Regions from separate parts of the Zea mays genome. Here region 1 is linked to region 2. The links are chromatin contacts, called in public Hi-C maps. All regions are on one chromosome and are shown on one strand. The core of a region is the stretch at or near the end of the contact, and the rest is flanking DNA. Distances in the headings are between cores, read along the strand shown. Region 1 has its middle 39 kb from the start of LOC103650603. Region 2 holds the start of LOC100282862 (40S ribosomal protein S9).

Region 1 (6,972 bases), core at 2,492-4,991, 90 kb after region 2:
AGATTGAGATGTGCTTCGTACCTGAGGAAGGCAAGATCTACGGTCCAAGAGTGAGCAGTGAAGGGGAGAAATCCGGATCTGAGGATGTCGTCGACGGTCGGAGTGGAGGGAGACGGATGCGGCGACGAAGAATAGCCTCGACGGAGTTGGATATGTCGGTGCTTGCTCCTCCTCCGCACACGGGATTGCTTCTTCACCGCCTCGTCGTCGTGCACTTGCGCCTGCTCGCCGTCGAGGTCCACCGGATCCGAATCGGCCTTCTTCCTGCAGATCCGACGCCGCGTCGCCCGCGCTCGCTCGAGGTCCACGGACGCGTCGAACCGTAGCGGAGCTGACCGAGAAGTTTCTTCCCCAGGGCGCGGGCGTAGGCGTCCGCGAGAAGCGACGGAGGGGGGAGAATAGGGAACTCACCCCATACTTGCCAGCTCAACCGCCACCTCCATGGATGAGCAGAGGACGTGTTAAAAAGAATCAACAAGAAAGAGAACTCACCTCTGTCCTTTTGGCCTGAGATGGGAAACGTCGCCCTCCATGCATGAGGTGATGCCCACCTTGACAACTATATTATGGGCTAGCGTATGAGAAAGAAAACAAACGCAGAGAAGAAAGGCTTTGATGCAGGAGAAATAAAGTGAAACATTATACTCATAACCATAATAATGGGTAAATTTTTCACAACTCTATGTCTAGATTGGTTTTGAAAGATGTCAGAGCATGAAAAAATTTGCACTACATCTCCAAAAACTCAATAGAGTTAACAACTCTAAAGTTTATCTGTTTAGCAAGATTTTATCCAACTTTACTTAAAGTTTAGCTTTGGAACCATGTCAAACAGGCTCTGCAGCACGTTATGGGCAATGTTATTGTCGAGAGTTTTAATGAATGGTGCACCTCTGCTCAGCATGGACAAATGAACTCATGGGAAGCCCTGCTTTTGCACGGTATCAGGTCATGGAAAATCCTGCAGATTGCTTGCTCAGCATATGCCCAAGTTGTTTGATTACCAGCCCATGCCAAGGTAGAGGTAGAGCTGATACCAAAATTGGACTCGGTGTGCTCCCTCTTACTACCAAAAAGAAGGCCTTGAATCATACTAGTAATGGAGTACCTAGGCAGGCATCGATATGTAATTTCTACATGTTTAAAATGTCTGAACACTTTAGAGAGAACCAGGATGTCCGAAAAAAATAGTACCATGCTTTTGCTATGCAAAGTTCTGTTGCAGTTGCAGAGCATATGCTTACAGCAACAGAAAACAATATTCCACTAGCTAGATGCCATAAATGTGATACTAAACAAAAGATATCGTGAGGGGAAGAGGTGAAGGAAAATTACCACAAAAAAACTAAATTCAAGAAATAATTATGTTTCCTGTGCCAAATCTTCTATTTAGGTTTCAGTAGTTGTGCCAAGATAAAATCAAGAAATATGAAGCACTGAATTCATCTGCATTAATCTTTCCTTAAGATCCAATCCACCAGCTCTAATAAATGTCAGCTCGACAAGAGATTCAGGATCTAAACCTCCACCTCGTGAGAGCAGTTAAAGATGAATGGAGGCATGTGTACAAAATATATGAAACACAAACAGGTTATGAATATCTGCTACTTTATTTATCAATCTCTCTACAATGTTTTAGTGAAAGAACAAAAAGCCTTTCTGATCATTCAAATGATAAAATAATTTCTGTTATTTTGGTAACTTAGTAAGAATGTACAGTTCTGGCATAAATTTGGCACAATAAATACAATTATATCACAGCACCATACCTTGACTTGGTTTTGTCCTTCTCGTGTCATAGATTCTGCACTTCTGCAGAATACCATGATTTGCCACATTTTCAAGTACATTGCATTGTGTCTTCAGTCATTACGAAATGAAGCCATCCTTGATCAGCTGCTCTAAAAGGTTTACATTTCAAGTCACAGCCTTCAGCGTCTCTGATTCCTACTTGATAAAAATGACTGATACAAATTTCTTCATGGTTTTACAGCCTGACACTGCATATGGAGGCATCCAGCATAATGATCTCGTCTCCTTTATAGCAAAAGACCAAACTTAAGTCAGTTGTAGATACAGATGCTCAAGGATGCTGTAAATCTCATCGGAATTAGGGTGGCTGGACTCTCCCATCAAGAACTCATGAACAACATTTTCCACTTCAAGCCAACTGCACCCTGCTGTTTTCTCAATACCCTTTCCTCTCATTGATTGCCACACAGTCTCAACAAATTCCCATTGCTGACCACGAGCCAACGTGTTGGCAAGGAGTACATAAGTTCCAGGATTCCTGGGTTCAATAGCAATGAGCTCTCTCGCTGCAACCTTACCGACTTCAACATTGCAATGCTTCCTGCATGCATTGATCAAGGCTCCCCAGACACCTGCATGTGGTTCCATTGGCATTGCCCGTGCTAATTCGTATGCTTCCTTAATGAGTCCAGCTCGGCCATAGAGATCCACCATGCATGCATAGTGATCTGGGGATTGCTCAATTGCATAATTTGTTTTCATAGATTCAAAGTAGAACTTCCCATCATGAACTAGTCCAGCATGAGCACAAGCTGACAAAACGCCAAGCAAAGTGACCGCATCTGGCTGCAATCGTTCCTTAGACATCTCATCGAAGACCTGAAGTGCATCTCTGCCATGTCCATGGCGTGCAAGAGCACAGATCATCACATTGTAAGACACTGTGTCCTTTAAATGTGTCTCAACAAACAACAAATGAGCTTGGCTGATACTACCACACTTAGCATACATGTCAATCAATGAATTCAGCACATGGAAGTTCATTTCGACACAGCCTTTCCTCAAAATCCCATGCACCTGTCTTGCAACTGACAAAGAACCAAGCTGTGCACAGGCAGACATCAGCACAGCCATCGTCGCGGGATCAGGTTGGAATCTGGCGAGGCGCATACGATTGAACACAGCAACTGCATCAGCCCATGACCTCTCCTGCGAGTATGCAGCAATCGCCATGTTCCAGCTGTTCACATTCCTGTCTGGCATCTCTTCAAACAATTCCCTTGCCACACCTGCACCCCCCTGCCGCAAGTACCCCATCATCAGCGTGTTCCAAGAGATTAGGTCCCTTTCCACCATCCTATCAAACACAACCCGCCCAGACTCCACATCCCCTGCCCTGACGTAGCACGCCACCATGGTATTCCCCAGGACCACACTTGTGGCAGACATTTCGTCGAACACCCTCCTCGCATCCGCTACCCGGCCATGGTTGCCGTACATGTCAACCAACGCGGCTCTCACGTGCTCAGCGCGTCCGAGTCCAGCATTCACCAAGAACCCGTGCACCTGGATCCCCACTCGAACGGCCCGCAGTGCCGAGCAGCACCTGACCACGGAGCTCGCCGTGAAGGCGTTCGGGCGAGGGACACCATGCCGGAGCATGAGCCGGAACAGCGTGAGCGCCCCTTCGGCTACCGACGGAGAGGACGAGGCGTGTCTGGCGTAAGCAGCGATGGTGGCGGTCCAGAGGTAGACGTTCTCACAGGCGGTGGGGACGGCGTTGTCGAAGACTGCGCGGGCGTGGCCCGGAGAATGGGACGAGGCTATGAGGGAGACGGCGGCGCGAGCGGGGAGAGGGAGACCCCGGACGAGGAGCTGCACTTGGAGCTGCCTCGCCGCTGCGGGGGTCATTGCGCGACGGGCAAGGCCAGCCAGGAGCGCGGGGAGAGAGCCGGCGTCCAGACGGGCGCTAGGTGGCAGAGCCACCGCGCTGCTACCATGGTACATTGGTGTTCCTTGTTAGTACCTGTTTGTCAGTTAGGACTTAGCTGCTCCTTTTTTCAGTTAGTCGGTTTTCTTTTGATTGTTCAGTCTGAATAAGCTGGCCCGTCAGTAGTGTTTGCAGTCTCAGGAGAGTGTTTGTAGGACGTGTGATGACACGATCAAGAAATACGGCATGAAGTGCATATAAGAGTCGAGTCTGTTTTAATTTGATATATAAGTTTTACACAGCACCAAAACCACCTGTCTCTAGGTCTTCACCAAAACCACGTGTCTCTAGTTCTTCAGTTGATCGGAGAGTTTGTGTGTGTGAGCGTCGGCAGCTTAACTCATCGGTATTTGCAACATTTGGTATCAGAGCCGAGGAAGAAGATCAGGAGGATGTCTATACGTCGGAGCGCTTGATGACACCGCAATTCTGGTGAGGACGATCGTCGCCGCGACGTCCGTGGACTCGCGAGGTCGTCATCGAGCTTGTCGTGGTGCCTGGATCGACCACTTACCCGGTTCTCACAAAGATGAACTACAACGATTGGGTTTTGCTGATGAAGGTGAAGATGCAAGCACACAGACTATGGGAGGCTGTGGAGATCGACGACATCGACATACGCGACGATCGGATGGCGCTCGATGTCATATGCAGCGCCACGCCACCGGAGATGGTCTCCATGATGGTCGTCAAACCGACGACAAAGGAGGCCTGGGAAGCCCTGAAGTCGCTGTGAATCGACGATGAATGAGTGCGGAAGTCGGCGGCACAGAGGCTACGCCTCAAGTACGAGATGTTGTCGTTCTGGGGCAGCGAGTCGGTGGAGGCGTTCGCACTTTGGCTCACCGACGTTGTCGCGCAGCTCGCCATGCTGGGTGGCCCAGAGTCTCTAGAGAAGGTGGTGGAGAAGTATCTTCGGATCGCTCGTCCAAGGTACAAGCAACTAGTAGTTTCCATCGAGACTCTACTAGATGTGTCGACCCTCACAGTGGAGGACATCACCGGTTGGCTGAAAGCGGACGAGGATGCTGATGATGCACCACCACCGTTGACGAGGGGTAAGCTGTACCTAACGGAGGAGCAGCAGGAAGCCCGGTGGAAGGAGAAATACCGAAATGACGCCGGCGCGTCGAAGTCCGGCAACCACAGGCGACGTCCGCGTCGGGGCACGACCCAATACCGGCAAGCAAACCGGTGCTGGGAAAGGCCACGCCGTCGGTCGTGACCAGTGCCGGAGCTGTGGCAAAACTAGCCACTAGGCCAGGGATTGCCCGTCCAAGCCCAACAAGGGAAGGCCCATGTCGCCTAGACTGAAGAGGAGTGACTCTACTAATGGCATGGGTCTCCTCCGTTTAGCTCCGCCCACTCTACGATGGGGACGACATCGCGTCGTCGGTAGAATCCTCGGCGCTAGAGGCTTCTGGGACTCAAATCCACCCACAGGCGGCCCCGTGGGTGTTTATCGTCGACCCCAACCTTGTTGACGCGGAGGGCAAGTGCTTGTCTGGCGTGGTGCAAGTGGAGGCCGCGACGGTGGCCAACAGTGGCTTCTTCAGGGAGTCGAGGAAGCCCACAGCAGCAGAGGCGGATCCAAGGGGTGGGCGGTCATGGCCCCACCTCAATTTTTATATGCTATCATACCTAGATTTAGATATACATCAAAAAAACTTTTATATAGTAGGTACAACCAAATCTAATGAAATCTAGTTTTGATCTAACTTTTTCTCGACAGTCCATTGCTCAGCCCGCTCTCCATCCAAGTCGTTCGATTCCTTCCTCTAGCGGCTAGCTATTCGGCCTACTTGTGGCTCGATCGCTCCTTCGATCATGACTGGATCAGTAGTGGGTGACCAAACCCGTCCGCTATTAGTGTCATCTTGTCTTCTCGTCACTCGTTAGTTCACGCGTTGTCGGGATCCCACACGCAGCGCCACTACTGTGCCTCCTAGTCTGCATCGACTGGTGGGCAAGCTATTGGTGGGATCCTGCCTTAGCACCATGGTGCCACCACCATCTGCCCTCACTATGTCACCAGGGTCCCACCACGTCGTCGCAATGCAACAATTGTTGTCGCTTGCCACTGTCTACAGCCGCTTGCCCTCGCTGCCCCTCGCATGTTGCTACCTCATCATCACCATTTCAAGGCAGACTCGCCACAGCGACGCGCCGATGTGGCCGCTTCACCCTGGTGCTCTCCCCTCGCCCCTTGTTGGCCCACCCCTTTCCCTCTCTCCGTCTTTCCCCTAGGGTGGTCAAAATGGTTTTCTGATATTCATATCGTTTTAGAACGCTCCTAGTATTATCACCTAACCTCGTTATTAACATGAAGCTATTTTTATCTAGTCGTCTAGTATCATGATTTGTTTCTTATGGTGTCGCCCCACCTAAAATTTTGTTCTGCGTCCGCCACTGCACAGCGGCATTGGAGGCACCGCTGAAACAACTGTTGTAGTTGGCGACCCCGTCCCTAGTGGAGGAGGTGTCGATGGGTCAACCGCCGAAGCTGGTGGCCTCGTCCCTGGTGAAGAAGGTGCCACTTGATCTGCCATCTCCGGCCCCGGACCCAGTGCAGGAGGAGTCGCCCATGGCTGTGGGGAGGCCGCCAATCCTACTCACAACACAGGAGGAGTCGCGCGCTGCGATAGAGCAGGCGTGTGTGTACCTAGTGGAAGCGTGCACCTAGAGATGCCCAAACGGGCCACCCGGTTCGGCCCGCCAGGCATGGTTAGGCCCTATGCCTAGCTCAATGGTGCGGGTAGCCATGATGTCGGCGTCTGGTATCTCGACATGGGCGTGACCAATCACATGACTGGGTCACGTGTTGTCTTCTCCAACATCGACAACAACATCATCGGAAGCGCGTGGTTCAGGGACGATTCACTCGTGAAGATCGAGGTCTCGAGGGGCGCGTGACTGTGCTATTCGCGTGCAAGTCTAGTGAGCATCGGGAGCTCACCGAAGTTTACTTCATCCCACGCTTCGACACCAACCTCATCAGTGTCGGCCTGTCGGGCAGCTAGACGAGGACGACTATGACATCCATGTCAGCAAGGGGTTGATGCAGATCTGTGAGGAGCGATGGTGCCTTCTTACTCGCGTGCGATACTCCCCCAACCGTCTGTACTACATCCGGCTCAACATCGTGCAACCGATGTGCCTCACCACCTAGGGCGTGGACACAGCATGGCTGTGGCACGAAAGCTTCGGACACATCAGCCTCCAGATGCTTC
Region 2 (7,087 bases), core at 1,626-4,125:
AACAACGATGTTTATGTTTTAATTTTTTTTCATCCACATGCCATGATAAATGTTGAAATAATCTTGACTAGCTACATTTTTTTACAATCTTTTTATGTGACATTGTTTATATATGTGACATTCATTTTTTTGGTTATGATAAGAGCTACCATCTGTTTACACGAACATGGTAAACCCACTAATAACTTCTGAAAATACACGCTTAGCAACCTTTTTTACACTGACGAAACTGCATTACAACCCTTGTACAGTCAATGTAATCACTAGTTTCCAAATTTTCAAAAATTTAAGTGGCATGTTTCCAACGGACCCAATCATCCCTATCATCATAGTAGGTTTCTAGTTTTCCTCTATTTACTTTCATTTTAAACGTAGTACTCATATAAACATTTCTACATTTCCTTTGCCCATCAATTGAAACGCTTGAAACTTGATGAAAAAACATCCAAAAAGGTTAACTAAAATCAATCAACAAAAATACATTCTTAGCCACATCGCGATATCAAATGTTCACAGACCAGTTGTCAATACTGTCACAGCAACAAAATTTTAAGCGTATCATATACCCAATCAGTACAACAAGCTGAAGCAGATTATAAATAACATTTAAGCAAATCATTAGCCGATTGAAAGAACAGCTTAATAGCAACAAAACGCAAAAAAACAACCACATAAAATTGCAACAGAATTGAACATATCCAAACATAGCAGTTATGTAAAGGCTGATAATACCACAAGATAAAATGGACCATCCATGACACAGAGTCAGCACAGGGGACTCTGCGTCAGATCACACAGCTAAGCACTCATCATTCGAACAAGTTCAAGAAAACTAGATAATATTATTATATTGGTGTAACACTACTTGTCCATCCTCACTCCTCATCCTCATCACCAGCATCCCCGCCACCGCTTGCCTTCTTCTGATTCTTTCTCTTCACCCTTCCTGCGGGGCCTCCACCGAATGGGCTTGACAGTGAAAAGTCAATGTGCTTCTCAGACTCCACCCTCACCATGAATGATGGGACGTTGACAATTTGCCTGCCAACCCTGCAAGGTTCCACAAACAAACATTGATATCTCCTTTAACATCATAGTTTAAAAATAATTTCAGCAAGATAATAGATTCAGGGGACAACTAACCATGCTAGTCTAATCTATACAAGATAGTAGATTCCAAAAATGGTATATCATGAGTTCTTTAATGTTACAGAAACAGCTTAAGATAAACACAGATATATACTTCAATAGTGTTATTCTAATCACTGCCTGAAATGACTACAGAAAATCATTATAAACCCAAGAAAACATTTAGGGACAGGCAAACGAAGCAATGAACTTAAAAACATAAACTAAAGTTATGTGCTATTTTGAGAAGTTAATCCATAGGCACAAGCATTTACAGAGTCAAACAGAGAACAAAGAAATCATGAAATGTTTCACAAGACATGCAAGTAATCACTGACAATTCATTTATTACAACATAGGCAGCATCATTAATACTCCATGCTCATATCAGGCGCTTCCATTGAAATGGAGGTTTTTAAATAAACAATACCAAGAGCAAGCGTACTACAAGCAGCCATGTAAGCGTACCTGATGTGACGCTGCTTGATCAAGACACGAGCATGGTGAATGGACTTGGCCATGCCAGCCTTGAAGACAAGTGTTTGAAGCCGCCTTGCGAGGAAGTTCTCAGCGGTGAGGGCAAGAACATAATCAAGCTTGTTCTGACCCTCAGCAAGCAGCCCATAGCGGTTCATGCGGCGAAGAAGTGCCTCACCCTCAAAGATACGACGGGGGTTCTTCTCGTCAAGGGTGAGCAAGTGCCTTGCAGCATTACGGATCCTGCTCAGTGCATACTGGACCCTCCAAAGCTCACGCTTGCACCTCAGCCCATACTCACCAACCAGCTTCAGTTCAGCATCAAGACGCTCCTTCTCATAAGGACGCCTTGGTTTCTTGAACGTCTTACCATCTGCATGAAGTCATTTACCATAATTTACCATAAACATAACTAGGGGTATTTAAGAAACGTTAAAAAGCATAAGCGCAAAAACTAGAAACTAAATGTACAGCTAGTGGCCAGATATCCTTTTTAACCACAATAAAAAGATAAAAGAGCATTAAGTAACCATTTGATCAAACAAGCTACAAAATGCAGGCAACATAGAATGCATAACTTTGACATGGAAATACCGACTGCAGCATGGACCATACTAAAGAATAGGTGACATGACCCGTATAATTTAATTATTTGTCAAACAAACACAACATAGTGCCAAAAACCTATAGATAATAGTCACATAAATTTCTGATGGGTTTACACAAACAAAATGTTCATCCATAACATGTTTATTTCGCATGGGCAAACGAGAGGATTAGGCTCGCTCATCCCAGAACAACGCTAGCCACCACTTATAATCACTTCACATGAGCCGGATTCCGACCAACGCCCTACAAAACCTCAGATCGACTGCCACCAAGAGCAGTGGACATGCTAAATCCACCGATCTCCATGTCGCGGCGTAAGAACCATTCACCTCGCCTCGCAACTACGGCACTGATGGGAACACAAACCGAGACAAAACATTGGTGCTCCCAACGAGAGCCTTCAATAGGCCCTGCCATGGTCAGGTAAGGCCGACTAGCCAAGAACTCGACGAACTAGGACTATGCGCATCCCATTCGGCACCAGATCATGGCGCCTCCGCAACGAAAATGAAAGGAAACGAAGCGCAACGAACAGAGGAGTGGTGGAGGGGATCATCGGCGCGAGCTTACAGTTGCGGTAGAAGTTGACGTGCACCATGGCTGGTGCTCCTTCCCTCACACCCTCGCCTTCGCCTGCGTTTGCTCCGCCGCCGCCGCTTCTGTGTGGGGTAGGAGTGGAGTGGCTGGGCTGGTGCTAGGTCGCGAGGGCAGCTTTTATATGCCACCCCAAAACCCTAGTGGGCCGAGCAAGTTACAGGGCACTATGGGCCGGGTCCAATCAACAGCGCAAGCCTGATTTAACAGCACAAATGGTCCCTACCCTAGTCGCACGTGAATCTCGATGCAAGGCTCGGTGTGGTTCCGTGTTGCTAGTATTTCCTGAGGCAATCACCGCTAAATAGGTGCTAAGTGTTTTTTTTATTGTAGACTATATTACTTATAAAGCGAAGTTTTAAATAGAGAATAAGATAAGGAGTGTCAGATATAAAGCACAATTCATAAAAAAATAATTCCAACAATACTCTATTTTGTAAATTTTTATTATAAAATATATGACACTTCATAAAGTGACTCAAATATACTACACCCACGCTAGTGCACTATATTTGTTTTCTACATTATTCTCAATATTTTCTTTCCAAATAATGTAATTCACTTCCAAAAATACATGATTTAGTGCTTAATTGTTGGAGCGCATTTTGTTTTTAGTATCCTAAACACTTTAAATGATGTAGTGTTTTAATTTTTAGGGTACTATGATGAGCCACCTTGTTGAAGATGCTCTAAGACTATCTCCAATAAGCTTACCTACATCCATAATCATATTTAAACTTCACTCCGCGAACAATGCAGTCTACAGTGCAGAACATTGCAAAATAGTGTTTATGAGTAAACTTTGAATGAACTGTTAGAGATGGTATAAGCAGTTCTAAAGATAAAAAACCTCCGATGAGAAAAAAGGGGAGCAGCTCGATGTTGTCGAACCTGTGTGCCCACAAAGGACTTGCTTAGCATGGTTACAACACCAATCTCTAGGCAATAATTTAGTGGAACCTGCCAAACATCCAAACTCCACCTTTTTTGAGCAGACTAACTTGATAGAGTTGATGTAACTAGTTCATTTGGATATGGAGTTTTTCAACTTCAAACCAATTCGGTGGTATTTACTCATCAATGCTATCAAATAAAAAATCATTTATATTTTCCCTTGTATCCTATCAATCGAATCGTGTTTTCTCTCAGCATCCTCTACTCGCTCTCGTGCTTCCGCCTTCGACCCTATTTGTTTGGGCTTTTTTCATCTTCTGGATATCAAAAGCTGTTGCGGACTGCCAAATGCCCTAGCTTTTCAGCCCGTTTCTATAAGAATCGTTTTGGTAAAAACGGTTCAAAATCAACATGACAACACAGAATCGATCGAGTCGTCACGATAGTAGTAATCCGTCGCTTTCTAGATCTCGAACCCTTTGGACTACTTCATCTTTATCCGCACGTAATCCCCATGATACCTAGATTCTTCCCACAACTAGGTTCTCTTCATAGCCAGATTCTCAGAAAAAGATGGTTAGAAAAAAAGCTAAACCAAACAGGCTCTTTGCCCTGTCGTCCGTGACCTTGAGCTCTCGGTCCACCATTGATCGTGCGCCCCCAGGCCCCATCACCCGTCCCCTTGCAAGCCTGAGCCACCATCGGCCATGCGCTCTCCCACGCACCAGTCGTGCGTAGTTGCACCGCCTGGGGCCACGCATGGTCGTGCCCCTAGCCCCGTTGCGTCGACTGTGCCATGTGTGCCGGCATCACTGGCCACGTGCGGTCGCGCCACTAACCCCGTTGAACTTGGCAAGAATGTCATATCACCTGTAAAAACTTCTTTTTAATTGCTAGCCTCCCATGCAACTCCAACTCTCCATCTGGAGTTGTGGAGTGAATCAAAAATCTATGGAGTTGGTGCCATATCAAACAGGACCCAAAGACATTGTGAGCACAAAATACATAAAAATTCTACAAAGATAAAGCCTCCTTTGGAACACAAGAATATGAAAACACAGGAACAAGAAAAGCACATGATTAGAGTTGGTTATGAATCATAATCCTATATGATTTGAGTACGCAGAAAAAATTCTTGCATGGCCTTTGGATGCTATGTATGAACTTGAATAGATAGATAAGAATCATAGGAAAGTTTACAAGAGGTTGGGCCGCTTGTTATTTTTCCTCCAAAACTTGTACGGAAGAAAGCAATCTATAGAAATTTCAAAGGAATTAATGGGATTGAATCTTGTGATCCAAAGGCTCACGTAGAAAATTTTCCTGTAGGATATGATTCCTTTAAAAATCCTTCATATTTCCCTTTTAACACCTCAAAATCAAATTTTTGGTCTAAAGGGTAAGAAAATTATAAAATTATTTTAAAGAAAATTTTAATTCTATTTTAAAGGCTCACGTAGAAAATTTTAACACTTCTTATAAAATTATTTTGAAAAGTTTTTTAATTCCACTTAAAATCAACATGAACATAGAATCGATCAAGTCGTCACAATAGTAGTAATCCGTCGCTTTCTAGATCTCGAACCCTTTGGACCACTTCATCTTCATAGTGGCCGTAAGCGTCCTTCAAAATCAAAATAATAAAATTGCAAAAAGGAAAAGAAATACTCTTTTACCATGTCCAACGTCCAGTGCAAAATGTTGATGGTGTTTTGTTCTTGTAACACCTCAAAATCCAATTTTGGGATTTATGAAAACTTCTCCAAATACCGAAATTAAAAAGTTTCTTTTAAATGGACTTAAAAATTTCTTTAAAATGATTTTCTTACACTTCTTATAAAACAAACATGGTTTTTTGGAGAAAAAAATATTTAATAAAAGTATACATATATGAATTTAGTTATTCTTTTGTCGAAACATATATATTTATAAGTACTCTCTAAAGTATTTTATACACTAGAAATAATCTTTTCTTAAAATATCTAGTTTGGGATGTATGAATTGCATATCTAAAAACATTTCCTTAACTAGGATAATTAATAATAGATTAAAAATGAACCTTGCACTCATGCCGAAGTATTGTCTGTGCATCTAAATCAAAGATAGATACTTACACTCAGGATTTAATCTGGAATTCAAAACTCTATTTGAATTTAGGAAATAATAGAAAACTGAAAATAAAATAGAAAAAAGGAAAAAAGAGTACCTCACTGCACACTTGGGCCTTCTCCTTGCCTCCTAGCCGACCCATCTCACCATTCGACCCAACTCCTGCCAGCCCGGAACTCGTCGCGGTGCTGACAAGCGGGCCCGCGGTGTCGGTCTCCGCGCGCTTGTATCTTCAACGCCTGCATCGTTGCTGTCACCACCATGTGGGACTGCCCTGTCAGGATTGTCATTCACCTCGAGTTTGTTACAAACAGAATTCGGTTAGCGCGATTCCGGAAGATCCTCCCACCGATCGATGCTCGGCCCGTCGGCCGGACTCTCCCTTGGGGAGTATAAAATTCGGGCTCTCGCGACCCCCATGACCATGACGCACGTTCGGCAAAGCCTGACACCATTAACAATGCAGTGTCGAATAGGGAGAGGAGACTGAGCTGGATGTTGGATCTTTTATGGGCTTGGCCCATTTATTCAATAAACTCTATGGTGTATAATGGTGGAGAATACCAATAGTACCATATTAGAAGTCCAAGGGTCGTTGGCTTGACTTATATGGTGGGAATTATTCCACTTAATTTGAGAAGTCAAGAAACGGACAAGGGAGTGCCACAAGCGCGCGCGCCGCCGCTGGCGCCAGCGGGCCGGGCTCGGGCGTGGCGTGGCGTGCCACACTCGCAAGCAGACTATCTTAACGAAGTCTACAATGGAAGCATAACTCGCAACATTAGACAGTGTTGGGGCTGAGGCCGAGTGCCTTCGTGATTTCCTATTGGATTTACCGGTAGTTGAAAAACCGATACCGGCTATTTCCATGAACTGTGACAACCAAACGGTGATTACAAAGGTTAACAGTTCTAGGAATAACATGAAGTCTACAAGGCATGTTAAGAGGAGATTGGAATCTGTCAGAAAGCTGAAAAACTCCGGAGTTATAACGGTGGATTATGTCCACACATCGAATAATCTGGCAGATCAATTCACTAAGGGTATGTCACGCAATGTGATAGAAAGTGCATCGAGAGAAATGGGTATGAGACCCATGTGAAATCTACTCTAGTGGTAACCTGCTCTATGTGATCGGAGATCCCGTGAAGTAGAGTGGAGAAACAAGCTAGGAGTAGGTTGTGAGGAAAGATCCCTTCCTTAACTCATTTCTGATGCACATCTTTCCTATCTGTAAGGCAGGATGGTATTTACACATTGTTTAGTTGTGAATAAG

Evidence for each region. Hi-C and Micro-C count contacts between places; a contact is called where the count stands out from the background.
Region 1: a contact with region 2 is called in a Hi-C map of ear, with 2.8 times the contacts expected there. The contact joins the enhancer-like site here to the promoter of LOC100282862 in region 2. A contact is called at or near these places in 4 of 25 Hi-C or Micro-C datasets (ear, endosperm and tassel).

The regions. Positions count from the first base shown.
Region 1 is chr3:137,311,545-137,318,516 of Zm-B73-REFERENCE-NAM-5.0, forward strand. No RefSeq gene overlaps it. Among protein-coding and RNA genes, the nearest start is that of LOC103650603, 39 kb to the right of the region's middle. Within about 2 kb of position 3,742, at least 7 of the 20 cell types and tissues checked have an H3K27ac peak or open chromatin away from gene starts, as enhancers often do. A contact at or near this core is called in ear, where this site is marked.
Region 2 is chr3:137,222,328-137,229,414 of Zm-B73-REFERENCE-NAM-5.0, forward strand. It overlaps LOC100282862 (40S ribosomal protein S9), which reads right to left and starts at 2,876. Exons shown (of 3, transcript NM_001291601.2): 1 at 2,785-2,876; 2 at 1,597-1,978; 3 at 674-1,050. The coding sequence starts at 2,812. The coding sequence ends at 876.